Regions from separate parts of the Mus musculus genome. Here all the other regions are linked to region 1. The links are chromatin contacts, called in public HiChIP or PLAC-seq and promoter capture Hi-C maps. All regions are on one chromosome and are shown on one strand. Each heading gives the region's core, a stretch centred on a gene start, on an enhancer-like site or on the middle of the called end of the contact. The rest is flanking DNA. Distances are from core to core; before and after follow the strand shown.

Region 1 (4,237 bases), core at 537-3,036:
CCACTGTTCTCCGATCTCCCATGATACCTGCTCTCACAGAAGATGTCATCCAGGCCCCTAGAGTTCCTGGAACTTCCAGCTGCTGAAATGCCCAGCTCCCTTTGGGTTCCAATAGGTCCTCCTCCACTCAAGAAAATCCCAGCTGCACCCCTCTGGCTAAGCATAGCCCTTCAGAGTTAGGGGTAACCATTAACCTTGCAACTATGATCCTCTGCTAGATCCCAGGGGAAAAAATGTTTCTCATCTTTGGACCTGTAATTTTCTATTTGACATTCGACAATGAGAGTGGTGATTCCTGGACTCTTTACGAGTCTACATAAAAACCAGAAGTATGGGATAATTTTAAACCAAACTCCTATCAGTTTTACAGAATTGGAAGGAAGTTCTCAGCATCAAGGATGGAGATACCCCAAAAGAAGGCCCGCCAAAGCTTGGTCTAGTCTGTGACCTTTATATAATTTAAAATAAATATATGAAGGCTGACATGAAGACCATTGTACCCAGGTTTCGAGATCCTGTCAACAATAATCTATTCAGGAAGGGGTCATATTAACCCTTTCCTTTCTGTCACAAAGGTGCTGACTCTGACATTATACATATGACTGATGGCCTGGGTCTCTAGCAAATGGCTTCTGGGACTACTTTTTGATCTCTTCCCTATAGATAAGACTAAATTATGTTTCTGTGATATCTTAAGATTCTTACTGTCTCACAGGGTAGTTTGCCTTAACAATGACTCGCCTTTCTTTCCAAACGGATTCCAGAGCTACCTCAGCGTATCCTCTGGCAGTGACCAACAGGCAATAGTGAAACTCTTCTGATTTTCCCTGTGCTCAGTTGATGTTTCCATAGAGCAGGCATTCATCTTGATTCTTATCCCCCATTAGCTTGTCCTGCACATCCTCGCAGATTACAAGGTCATTGCCATAGAAGGCGGGATCACATAAGGTGGCCTCATCTATAAAAGCAGTCTCCACGGAACATGTCATGTGTGCTTGAATGTGAGCGGTGGCTTAGGAGGGGCATTTGTTACTTACAAAAAGCCTCGGGGATCACATCACAGGGCAGACATAAAACCCAGCCTCCCTCGGTGCTGGATAAAATGGAAGCACAATCAGCTCCATCACTTACGCTGCACTCAAACTGTCTGGGGCGTTCATGATCACTCATTAGTTATTCATTCTCACAGCGCATTTGTGAGAAAACATAGGCTGCACTCCGAGGGAGGAGGGGAGTCCTTGAACTAAGCCCTGCAGCTTTTCTGCCCCCTTTCCACACTACCCTGCAAGAATCCCTAGGTGGGCATTGCTGTCTCCTGACCAGAAAGCATGGTTTGAAAAAAAAAAAAAAAAGCGAGGTCAGAGCCTTTTTCTGTTTCAACTTGTATTTAGGAATAAGAATTTCCTTCACAGAAATTAGTGTGGCCTCCCGGAATCAAGGGTGCTTTGTGTAGACCTCGGAGAGTTATACCTCTAGGCTGAAAAACTGATATTTCTTTCCAGGGCTGTGTCGCTGCTGGATCATTTGCAGTTGTCCCCACTGCTGTAACCTCTCTGTGCGGGTGTGATTTAAACATCTCCTCAGGGTGAGGGTGAGTCCAGAAGTCGGGGGTTGCTAGGCAGTGGAGGACACTGTAGGATATTGAAATCCTTCATCCAAAGCTCTGCATCTGCTGCTTCAGAAATCCACTCCAACCTTTTGTTTGACTTCTCTTGGTAAAACGCTGTCCACATCTGTGAACGGAGGGGGAGTGGGGGAGGTGGCAGGGGAGACTTATACTGTCTGGTGTCTGTGGGTGGCACAGAAGCCTTCGTTGTGCTAAAGGCAGAACCCAAAAGTGGCCATTCCAGAGAACCATGCTGCTTGTTTTTAAATGAGGTCTGAGTAGACCCCGGTAATAATGGATTCTTGGAAGAAGGCCAGAGGCAGAACACATTCTAGGAGCCCTGGATTGAATCAAGGGCTTACATTATGAACAGCATTTGGAATTTTCCAGGATAGAAGGCTGTCTGTCCCAGTTTGCAGTGCGTTCACATTCAAAAGCAAATCAATTCCTGTTGCCTATGGGCTTTGAAATTTTATCTTAGCACTTCAGCCAGTCCACACAGGGTCCTTAAATATGATACACAGCCCCCGAGGAGGAGTGGTCTTGGCCTTCAGGCAGACTGTAGTCATTTATTCACAATAGCAAGTTTCTTCTTAGGTTCTCTGAGCATTTCTTATATGGGGTATGTCAACAGAATTATAGTTCTTGCACCAAAGGGAATGAGGGTTCATTTACTCTGAGCTAAGTTAAAGTGACCACAGGCCTAGGACATGGATTCAAGTTACCCTAAGGGATATGGCGCAGTGTGCAAGAAGTTGCAGGGAGCTTCATAGTCATAGAGAGAAATCAAAAGTCAGAGTGTTCACTCAATGTCATGAGGTCAGCAGGTAAGTGGTCCCCCTAGAGTCTGGTAGTCTTATCTATAGATTTCCGATACTTCAACATCCTTAACTTCAGGGTTGGTAAAGATAGTGCAAAATAATAATAATAATAATAATAATAATTAATAATTACATAATACTGCCAAAGATTTTAAGACAAACACAGAAGTCAGTGGCAAATGACGAGTGAGGGGGCTAAGGATAACCCACCATAATTTTGGCTGCCTATCGGCAACTTTCTTGCTCTCCACAAACAAAAACTTGCGATCAGTTGATCTTCAGCGCAGATGTCGCTTCTTCAGAAAACTTTGGTTCACACACAGCAAGTTCCTTGCTAAACCTCAGTTTTATTGTCTTTTAAATGGAACAATGATGATATCTATGGAAATAAGATAACAAAGCAATGTATTTCCTGGGATAGTATTTAGTCAATGTTTGGTGCACCTTCAGCTTGGTGGGTTTTTGTCAGCGTCTATGGATTGGCTGTGATAAGATTTAATGATTGTGTTAGTTCTTGAGTACCTAGTTAGTCCAGATGCTGATCAAAACCAAGAAGTTGGTACTTTGGCCACCTTTTCTCCTTTAAATATTATATTATTTATTATTATTACTATTATTATTACTATATCTCTCTTTTGCAGAAAAGAACTACTTTAATGAGTTTATGAAATTATGTTATAAATTACTCCAAGTAGAAACCCTTCCAGACATATTTACACGTGGAAAGAGTTGATATTCAGAGGTTCTAGCATGACCCTCTACTTACCCACCCAGCACACAGTATAAGGCCACAGCCACAGTTACTGTAGGGAACGGAGTAAGAGCCCTTACAGTCCCACAGTACACCAGGCAGGCACACACTGTAGGATGAATCACAGGGTACAACATCACTAAATGTTGTTAATTTCCAGAACACAAGTTTAAAGGAAAATTTTGGTTGAACTTCCACATGCTAATCAATTTCTGTATTCTTGGAGTTTCAATCAAATAAGTCGGTTAAAATTAACAATGTTCCATATCAACTTTATGCCCAGTACCCAATTAAAAATACTCTTAAGAAAAGCAGACTAAAGGTAATATTAAGCATGAGCAAAGTTTTGAAATTTAAGACTTCTGTGCATATTAATCTGTTCACGCCTCTATATATCTCCCTGATTTTATGTGAAGATTTCAGATTTGGAGGACAAGAGTAACCACTACATCAACTTAATTTTAAAACTCAAATGTTACAGAAACATAAATGTCTAATGACTGAATTAATTGAGATAATGAAGCAATTAGTGCCCTAGGTGATGGAGGTGCTTTGTTGAGACTTTGAAAATATTGATTTGATGACTGGAAAAGACCAGAATGCTTCAGACACTGTTCCTGACTGGACAGACATTCTTTATCCAATTTGGTTCACAGCTGACTGACTTTGCATGGCCCTGAATACTGCTTAAAGTTGAAGATCATTTCTGTTGTGGATCTGAGATAGATAAAATATCACAAAGCCGTTTGCTCAAATAAGACCAAGATGGGGTCTGTAGTGGTTGCTCAAGACTATTACTGGACGCTGCCATTGTAAGAACATAGGAATTTTACATTTAAGCCAAGAGTTTATGCATCACTATACACATGTGGGTTAGAATATTGACATTATCTGTTTTAAATTATAAGTTAGTTTATTCAAATCATTTATTATTCTATGCAATTGAGATCCTTTCGTGGCATTGTACCAATCCATTTCCATCTGGGATATTGGAGCCCCTTGTCCCAGACCCCTTTCTTAGCTTCCAATTGTCAATGTCAAGGAGTTTGATCTCTGCTG
Region 2 (4,237 bases), core at 1,028-3,527, 910 kb before region 1:
TTCTGTCAGAGGTCAATGATTGCCCAAAATGCAAAAATAAAGTTTGTCACTGTTAACTAGGCAGACTTAAACATTACATGCCCATGGAGATACTCAGTTTTACACAAAGATCTATGAACTAGTTTTCCCAGGCATTCAGTAGCTGTAGACTTGCTCATTCTAACTTCATTGCAAGTCTGACATAAGCCTGGAAGAAAAGAGTGGGCTCTTTTTTTTTTTTTTTTTTAATTCTACAGTCATGAATTTTTAATCGCAATGCTGCCTTCTAAACTAAGTAATCATTTCTCAGAGGCATGTTGTAATCTCCCGATAGGATGGCTCTTTCTGACTAGACTTGAATTTCAGAAGGCACCATGTCTTCAGCCAGAACGAGTTTCAGAGGCAAGGTCTGTGTATGTACCCTACAAGCAAGCCATAATTTACAGTATTGCTTTGCCTCCTAAGATCCCATTGTGGCATTTGCCGGAGCACTGATGAATATGTATATACAGGTGGTGTGTGTATTTATATGGGCGAGCATATACCTTTTCTCAGGCACTGAAACTTTGACAGTCTTATCTGCACCTATGAGCATCTCAGGAGCTACAGAAGCTCAACGGCGCTACATATTGTCCAATTTCCCAAACAACACCTTATGCTGCATTTCATATTGCCAAATTAATCAAACTTGAAGGATCGTCCTTAGTCAGCCAGTCATAGGAAGCACCCCCTATATAAGAATTCAGTTAGTGACAGCCTTTCCTCTCTGAGGTCTCAGAGAGGGGCTGTGCAATCAAGGTTGAGCACCTTTCCTCTGTCAAATGACACCCTTCAAGAATTTCCACTATGCACTGAAAACCTGCTTGTGACCTCCTAGGATGACTTCCTTATCTGTGGAAATTGATACTCTTTCAAAGCCAGTGATAGTCAGCAAAAATAAACATTATGCACACATATATATGCATGTGCATAATTCTGGATAATTTGCAGGTTTCAGAGAGACAGAGTGTTTGGGAAGGGCTTTGAGGATGACAATACACAAACGTGACAACTGTAATTAAGTGCAAAGTGGGAACACATTCTTTTCAGCAGCTTGGAGCCATCCATGCCCCAGGCAGTGAGTCAGATGGACCAGTCACTTTCTAATTAGTTTCTAGTTTGGTGGCCCACTGTTTACTTTTGTATATGGGCATGCTTTATCTCCTTGTTTTCAGAGCTAGCAGGATAGCATAGATGCACTCTCATCAGCAGAGGTAAATAGCAACTCCCCTCCTGTGAATCCCCAAATGAATGCATTTTAGAACCTTTCTGAATAGCCTGCAAATTACAGAGAGACAAAACAGAGGTGACCCGGTAAGCATTTGCTAGTCAACCATCTCTGTTGAAATGCACTGGAAATTTAACTCAGGGGAAAAAAAATCTAACCATCATCAAACTTAACGATTCTTTAGAGACTCCTTCTCCTGCTCATTTAACCCACACACAGCTGAGCACACACAACATGCTGTGACTTGACAATTACAGGGCTTCCCTCTTCCTTCCTTCCTTCCTTCCTTCCTTCCTTCCTTCCTTCCTTCCTTCCTTTCCTTCTTTCCTTCCTTCCTTCTTTCTTTCTTTCTTTCTTTCTTTCTTTCTTTCTTTCTTTCTTTCTTTCTTTCTTTCTTTCATTCCCCCCCAGTTAACTTTCTGTAATTCTCAGCATTACTTCCCAAGCTCCTGCAAATCTCTTCTCTTGGCTGCTCCCAGACAGAGCTCTGCTCTGTGGCAGTGTTTTCCCCCCAAATAATGCATCGAGTCTTGCATACTTCTCTGAATATGTTGCAAATCAGTTTCCTGAATCTTAAATCTTACAGAGGCTTTCTTACCTGAAAAATCCAGCCAAGAGCAGGGAACCCTCCTAGTGCTCATTGGAAAGAGCTAACACTTTTTAAAATCCATCTGTGCCACAGTTCTGAGATTTTTCAAAGAGAATGCTTCCCAGCAATTCTTTATTAAGAATTGAAAAAAAAAAAAGAAAAGAAAAGAAAAGAAAAAAAGGCAAGCTTTTCTCTTCCAGTCCCGTTTCCACAGTTGTGAAGACGTTGGGCTCGTTCACTGTATTGTCAGAAAAGGAAGCAAGGTTTGAGGGGTGGAAACCTTGTCATGTTCACCTTTAAATCATCCCCTGGCGTCACCTCTGTCTGACGAGACCTTTGAAGTGATGGTGAGCTAATGTAGTTTCCTGATGAGAAGCAGTTTATAGCCACGGACAGACCATCCCTACTCCAGTACATTCAGGACAGAGTTAGGCAGCGAAATGTAGGAGCAGGGCTGCTATACCTCCGTAAGTAGCGGGAGTCTGTTTCAATACACCCCTCCTCTCTAAAGTCTCACATGTCTTAAAGTGACATTACCCTCGATTATAGATAAGGTAGATTCTAATGACTGCCCTTAACTCTCCCATGACTCAAGCAGCGCTTTAACATGATATTGCCTAATAGTCTTTGGTGGAGGTTTGGGTTTTTTTGTTTGTTTGTTTATGTTTTGGTTTGTTTTGTTCTCTTATACCATTCTCATGCCAGGGAACTGAGAAGGGAAAGAAAAATGAAAGACAAGAAGGCATCATGCAACATATTGATAGTGTTAATGGCTTTTAGGCTTCAAACAGTAAATGGGAAAGTGAAACATGCACCCAGTCTAACCCTGAATCTTGTTGCCAGCAAGCTAGCTGAATATAGCTGGGCTTATTCTGATTTTTTTTTCGGTTAGTTGTTTTGTCAGCTATTTCTCGAAATGCAATTTATCTGGAATATAACTGGTGTTTGTGTTCCTAAGCAAAATAAAAATCTTTGGAGTTATTTAACAGGTTTAATAAGTAGAAATATATCATTGCTGGCACCAGAGACTGAGTGATGATGAAGAAATATGCTCAAGGTTCTTTGTAAAAAGTATTTTTTGGCTCTCTTTAAATAGCATGCTGAGATGGAAAAGGGAAACACTCAGAAGTTCAGTTGCATCTCTAGTACTATGGTGTGAACCCCGGCTTCCCTGGAAATATACTATGATTGTACTTAAACTTCAGAGACGCATGGGAGATGACCTACTTTTCCTTTATAGGCTGCTCCGGTGATAATTCTCTGAAAATGCTCATTCAATTGCTTCCCAAGTCGCTTACATCACACCTACTATGTGACAGATGCTTGGGATAAAGCAGAAAGCAAGACTGGTGTGATCCCCAATGTCAAAGGTCACTCACTGCCTTACGGCCTCTACATTATTTTCAGACCCGAGATGGTTCTCACAAATTCCTTGCCTTAAAAACTTCAAAGTTTCTGAGAATTCTTTTGCCTTTTGTGGGCATTATAAAGAAGGCTGGATGCTGGGTGCATCTTGCAGAACAAACCTTCTTTCCTATGCTCTACAAAGTGAAAGAGGGAGACCGTCTCTGTTTTATCAATCTTTCCTGCTGTTCTTTCAATGATAACACCCCTTTCTCCTTCCATTCTTCCCTCCCTCTTCTCCTCCCTCCCCCTCCCTCCATCCCTCCCTCCTTTCCTACCCCCTCCACAAACCAGATTTCAAAATAACAATCAAGTTAATTAAGAATGACAATGTTTCAGTTTGGATTTGTATGCTTACTTCTGTGGTTCATTATATTGCTGCCTTAATTAATGGGTGTCTATAGGACATTTGTTCTCTTGCTTCTGAATCAAGACAACAACAGAAACAGCCACAGGAACAGGAGGCAGAGTCCATCACACCTTCCTCAGGTGCTGGCACAGTGCTGAACTCTCTCTTGTAAGACATAATCTAAAGTATTTTACTAACTCAAGAGGACAGGCACGGTCATTATCTCTTTCCCACAAATGAGGAACATGGAAGGAAGTTGAGAAAGCAAACAAAACTCTTTTGAGGTAACAGGCTCCTGATTCAAACGCTCTGTACAAGAGCCCATCTCTTCAGTATTCCAGTAAAGAATGTCAACATCACTCCATCTATTTTTTTCCCAGCAGATACTTTACAATCTATTACACTGCAGCCAGTGATCATCTCCTTCATAACATAAGCATCAGCAAATACAGACTGTGCATGTCTATATATGTCTGTACATGTATGTACAGACCGTGCATGTCTGTGGTATAGGTATTGTGGTATAGGTATATGCAGAGGCCAGAGGATGTAAACTGTTTTGCTCTGTCACTCTTTGCCATCTTTATTCCTTTGAGAGAGAGATTCTCAGAGACTCTGCAGCTAGGTTGGTAGCCAGCAAAACCCAGGG
Region 3 (4,237 bases), core at 535-3,034, 520 kb before region 1:
AAAAATGTTGCTTACCTCATTTCCCCCTCCTTGGGTAATGGCTCCTATCCATTGATAGAAATGAATAAAAAGACTTGGGGAGAGGTGAAGAGCGGAGTCATAAAGTTCCGTAGGTTCTGACAAGATCAGATCAGGTGCATTCATGAAACCACCATAGACTCAAACTGTAATCATTAGCAGCCACTGGATCTCGGAAAAAGGAGATGGCTCAGTGGGTAAGAGGGCTTGCTGTACAGGCATGAGGACTGGTGTTCAGATCCCTAGCATCCATGTAGCAAGCCACCTGTAGCCATTCCACTGTAACTCTAGTATGGATCCAGGCATAGGCAGGAAGATTACTGGGGCTTGCTGGCTAAAATTCTAGTTCTACGTTGAGAGATTTTTGTCTCTGGAGAATAAGGTGGAGATAGGGCAAGTCACAGCACACGCACACACACACACACACACACACACACACACACACACACACACACACACACAAAGAGAATAGATTCTGTGGGTAAGGTTTTGAGGAGGAAAAGGCTTATCAAGGACAGATGTGGGCCAAATGTAAATCCTCGGTGAAGCGGCATAAAGACTGTTGGGGTCTCTTGGAGTAATGTTCCTACAGCTTCTCTGTCAATGTGAATTTACATCAAATGGAAGTTTAAAGGAAGCCGACAGAGGACACTCTTGTGAGGGGACTGTTGCTATAGTGTCCCTTGTCTGTCTTGTGATCATAAAAAAACAAAAACAAACCCAACACCCAATTAAAAAATATCCCCAAGTAGTGCTGAGGGGGTGAAACATGAGTTTGAATCTCATATCTCATTATCTAGCCCCTGTTATGTTTCTTATCTGTTGTATGCCTCAGTTTTCTCTTCTGCAGAATGAGTATAGAAATGCCATCTACCTAAAATGTCGCCATGAAGCTTAAATGTGTTCCTAATTGTTCAATGTCTGGTACATACTAGTTGTTACTGTGATTTGTATTTTATGTAAGTGCATAGCAGCCTGGATACTGTACACAAACACTTTTCTCCTTGTAGAGTAGAAAATCCAGCAATAGCTTTTTATTAATTTAAGGTTAAGTAGCAAGAAAACAGATGTCACTAAGGTAGGCCCAAAACCCTCCATCACTTTCGCAAAGAGACAGGGTGGTGCCTGTTTATAATCACAGTATTTTGGAAGTAGAGGCAGGGTCAGGAGTTCGAGATGAATTTCTGGCCAATGGAAGATAGACAAAAACCCTATCTCAAAAACCAAAACCAAAACAACAAACCACTACTACCCAACCAAAACCCAGTACACTCACAACACCCACACCCAAGCTTGTGCCCCCACATGGCCCAGGAACTAAGGGTAGCATTGATCCTAATTCCTTCCCTTGGAACATTACTCTCTCCAAGGTGTGTCCTCTGAAGGTGGTATCAGTTCCTAGGGCCAGACCTAGCAGCCCTCACTGCAGTGTCAAGGTCTAATCTGTCACTCCCAGGGCCAGTTTTAAGTCAGTGCCCCTGGGGCTGAGATCTGCTTTTGCCTGAAAGCCAGGCAAGATGCAGTAAGCTCTGGGAAGCCACATGGCCTTGGGGTGAGATGGTGAAGGTAGTGGGGGGTAGGGGTAACAAGGTGAGGAGTGGGTGGGGGGGTCTTCCACCGCCCCCAGCCCCCTCCTTCCTTTCTTTTTCCCAATTCCCTCACCCCAGCTCTCTACTGCACCCGCTTTCCTCCCCGCCCTTTCTCCCGCCCCGCCCCTCCTTTCTAGCTCCGTCCCTCCTCTCCTGCCCCGCCCCCTCCCGAGGCCTGGGCCCGGGCGGGCTCCCTCCTCCGCCCCCTCCCTCCCCCTCGCCGCCTCTCTTCAGGTTCCTGGTTAAGATGGCGTCCCCGGTGGCCATCGCGGCGCAGGCTGGGAAGCTTCTGCGAGAGCGAGCGCTGCGGCCGCTCCTGGCGGTCAGGTCCCAGGTGAGCGCGGCCCGGGCCACGCGAGCCACCCGCCGTGGTGCCCCATGCTCCGCGGCCTCTTCGCCCCGCGCGACCCCTGGCGATCCGGTGCTCCCCGCAGCGCGGCGGGCTGTGCGGCGTCCGAGGTGTCGGGGATCGCGGGGGTCAGAGTGCACACCCCACGACCCGGATCGTTCTAATGGCTCCCATCAGCCTTGCCCGGGCACTGGCACCCCGCGCTGGGGGCGAGTTCCCAAAAGTTGGGCGCACTGTTGGAACGCAGAGGTTTCTCAGCCGCTTACTGGCTCTGCCCGGGGGCGGCTCTAAGCCCGAGCTCGCTCGGCAGCCACGTGCTCGCTCCCCAGACTCCCGAGGCAGCTCACCTGCCCCAGTCAACCCCGCGGGGTGTCGCTTGTGACCCCCTTGTGCTTGTCTGTGGGGACCTGCAGGGGTCCAGGAGGATAGTAGAAGTGGAGTCTTGTATGAAAGGCCTGTGTGAAAACTCCTGCCTGCCCACTTGGTCCGTGCCTCCTAGAGACTTAACTAGTGTTAGACTCAGCAGCTCCTTCCTCCACGTTGCTCTCTTGTTGAATTTACCTTCTTCCATTGCAAGCGTCGCAGTAGCGAGGCTTTGGAAGGGAAATTGTGAGTTGGCATTGACACTTGGGAGAAGTCATCCAACTACTAGTCTTCCTACTTTCTCTAGTTTACCCGCCCCGCCTCCCCCCCCAACCCCCCCCCCCCCCCGCAAGAAAAACTTTCCAGTCCAATGAGAGGCAAATCACTACATTCTGACCAAGGCATGCATAGGGCACTAGGAAAAACGAAAAGAAAATAACTTACTAATGATTTTTTTTTTGTTTCTCTAAACTTTGGATCATTATGACATCTGTGAAGGTTTTTTTTTTCTTCTTTTCATTACCTGACATTCCATTTCTCTGTTATTGTTAATGGGAATTTAAGAGGCGCTAATAGTTATTACTGTAATATCCTTAACAGGCACTTGACAGTATGGTGGGTAAAGGAGAGGGATGGCGGTTTGTCTAATTAAAATCACAGATACCTGCTATAATAGAGTGAGGAGAGATCTCCAGGCGATCTGAGTCCTGTTCATTATTTAAGTGTTATATATAAAAAAACAAGAGCTGGGGTGCTGTTGCAGTAGGTTTGAATTGATGAGAAACATGGAGCCTAGGGCAGTCAAAAATGAAGAGTGAGAAATGATTGTTCAGAGAAACCTAAAACAGAATGTTTAGCTGGCTGGCGTATGTTGTCACCTTCCCTATCCAAGTTGTCATCTTCCCTATCCAAGTCGTGGAAACCTTGTCATCCTGACAAGCAGACTGGGTGAGACCTGTTACCTACATTGGGCAATGTTCATTGATTACATACTTGTATGTGACTCATTACTCTGGAAACATCAGGCTTAGATGGCAGTAGAACTCAGAGATGGCTCAGGTGGTAACTCTCTCCCCAAGCAGGAGAGCCTGGAATTCAGATTCCCAGCGTCTATGTAAAAAGCCAGGCAAGCCTGTGTGAGCTTGTGACCCAGCACTGGGAGGAAGAGACTTGTGGGGAGCTACTGACCAGCCAGCCTAGGGGAATAGCTTAGGTTTCACTTCAGTGAGAGAGACCCTGTCTTAGGGAAGGAAGCAAGGTAGAGAGAGTTCTAGAAGGACACAAGTGACTTCCAGGAGGGCCTGTTCTGGTCTGTTCAGGCTTTCATGAGCGCAAACACACACACACACACACACACACACACACACACACACTCACTCACAAGATGATTAGTTTTTGTTTCTGTCTTATCTAACCCTAGACATGAAGGTCAGAAGACATGTCCAGTATCTCCTGGAACTTGAGTTACTGAGGGTTGTGAACTATCCCATCAGCCAGGACTGAATCTGGGTCCTCTGTAAGAGCAATAACTACACATTATACAATGTTCAAGACCTGAACCATGCTCACGGTCAAGTGGGCCTATGTAGAAAGTCCAGTACTGAGCAGTTCACTGACCTGCTCAAGGTTACAGAGAGTTTGAGGTCGAGCTGATGGGTAAAGGTTACTTCATGTTCCCACTCTACCAGGGCCCAGTCGGGTGAATGCCCCTTTCCCTTGCCAATAGATCTGCAGGCCAGTAGAAAGGAAGCAAGTCACTAGTGCTACTCACACATTTCTTACAGGAACATCTTGGAGTTGATAGTGGAAGAAGGTACATACGTGCGTACTGCCTTTGACTTTAAGGAGCTATTTCTTAGTACCAGCTCTTTGCCATTCTCTTGCTGTGCCCCTATTCATTTCCTGGATCACAGCAGAT

Evidence for each region. Promoter capture Hi-C pulls out the DNA fragments that hold promoters and counts their contacts. HiChIP or PLAC-seq counts read pairs in DNA pulled down with a chosen protein or histone mark.
Region 2: a contact with region 1 is called in a promoter capture Hi-C map of hippocampal neurons, with 6 times the contacts expected there. The contact joins the promoter of Tafa1 here to the enhancer-like site in region 1. A contact is called at or near these places in 6 of 39 promoter capture datasets (the 3T3-L1 cell line, 3T3-L1-derived adipocytes, embryonic stem cells and 3 more), 2 of 484 Hi-C or Micro-C datasets (cortical neurons and palatal mesenchyme), 1 of 115 datasets of contacts at active chromatin or transcription factors (astrocytes) and 1 of 9 other capture datasets (adipose tissue).
Region 3: an H3K27ac HiChIP or PLAC-seq map of stem cell-derived neural progenitor cells shows a contact between it and region 1, with 4 times the contacts expected there. The contact joins the promoter of Suclg2 here to the enhancer-like site in region 1. A contact is called at or near these places in 1 of 39 promoter capture datasets (the 3T3-L1 cell line), 1 of 15 datasets of contacts at CTCF or cohesin (the NIH/3T3 cell line), 1 of 484 Hi-C or Micro-C datasets (the MC3T3-E1 cell line), 4 of 115 datasets of contacts at active chromatin or transcription factors (embryonic stem cells, extraembryonic endoderm stem cells and stem cell-derived neural progenitor cells) and 1 of 9 other capture datasets (embryonic stem cells).

What each region holds. Positions count from the first base shown.
Region 1 is chr6:95,200,065-95,204,301 of GRCm38.p6, reverse strand. No RefSeq gene overlaps it. Among named protein-coding and RNA genes, the nearest start is that of Kbtbd8, 84 kb to the right of the region's middle. Within about 2 kb of position 1,786, at least 49 of the 459 cell types and tissues checked have an H3K27ac peak or open chromatin away from gene starts, as enhancers often do. A contact at or near this core is called in cortical neurons, hippocampal neurons and stem cell-derived neural progenitor cells, where this site is marked.
Region 2 is chr6:96,111,194-96,115,430 of GRCm38.p6, reverse strand. It overlaps Tafa1 (TAFA chemokine like family member 1), which reads right to left and starts at 2,277. Exons shown (of 5, transcript NM_182808.3): 1 at 1,845-2,277. It also overlaps 2900060L22Rik.
Region 3 is chr6:95,716,393-95,720,629 of GRCm38.p6, reverse strand. Suclg2 (succinate-Coenzyme A ligase, GDP-forming, beta subunit) reads left to right here and starts at 1,784. Exons shown (of 11, transcript NM_011507.3): 1 at 1,784-1,941. The coding sequence starts at 1,855.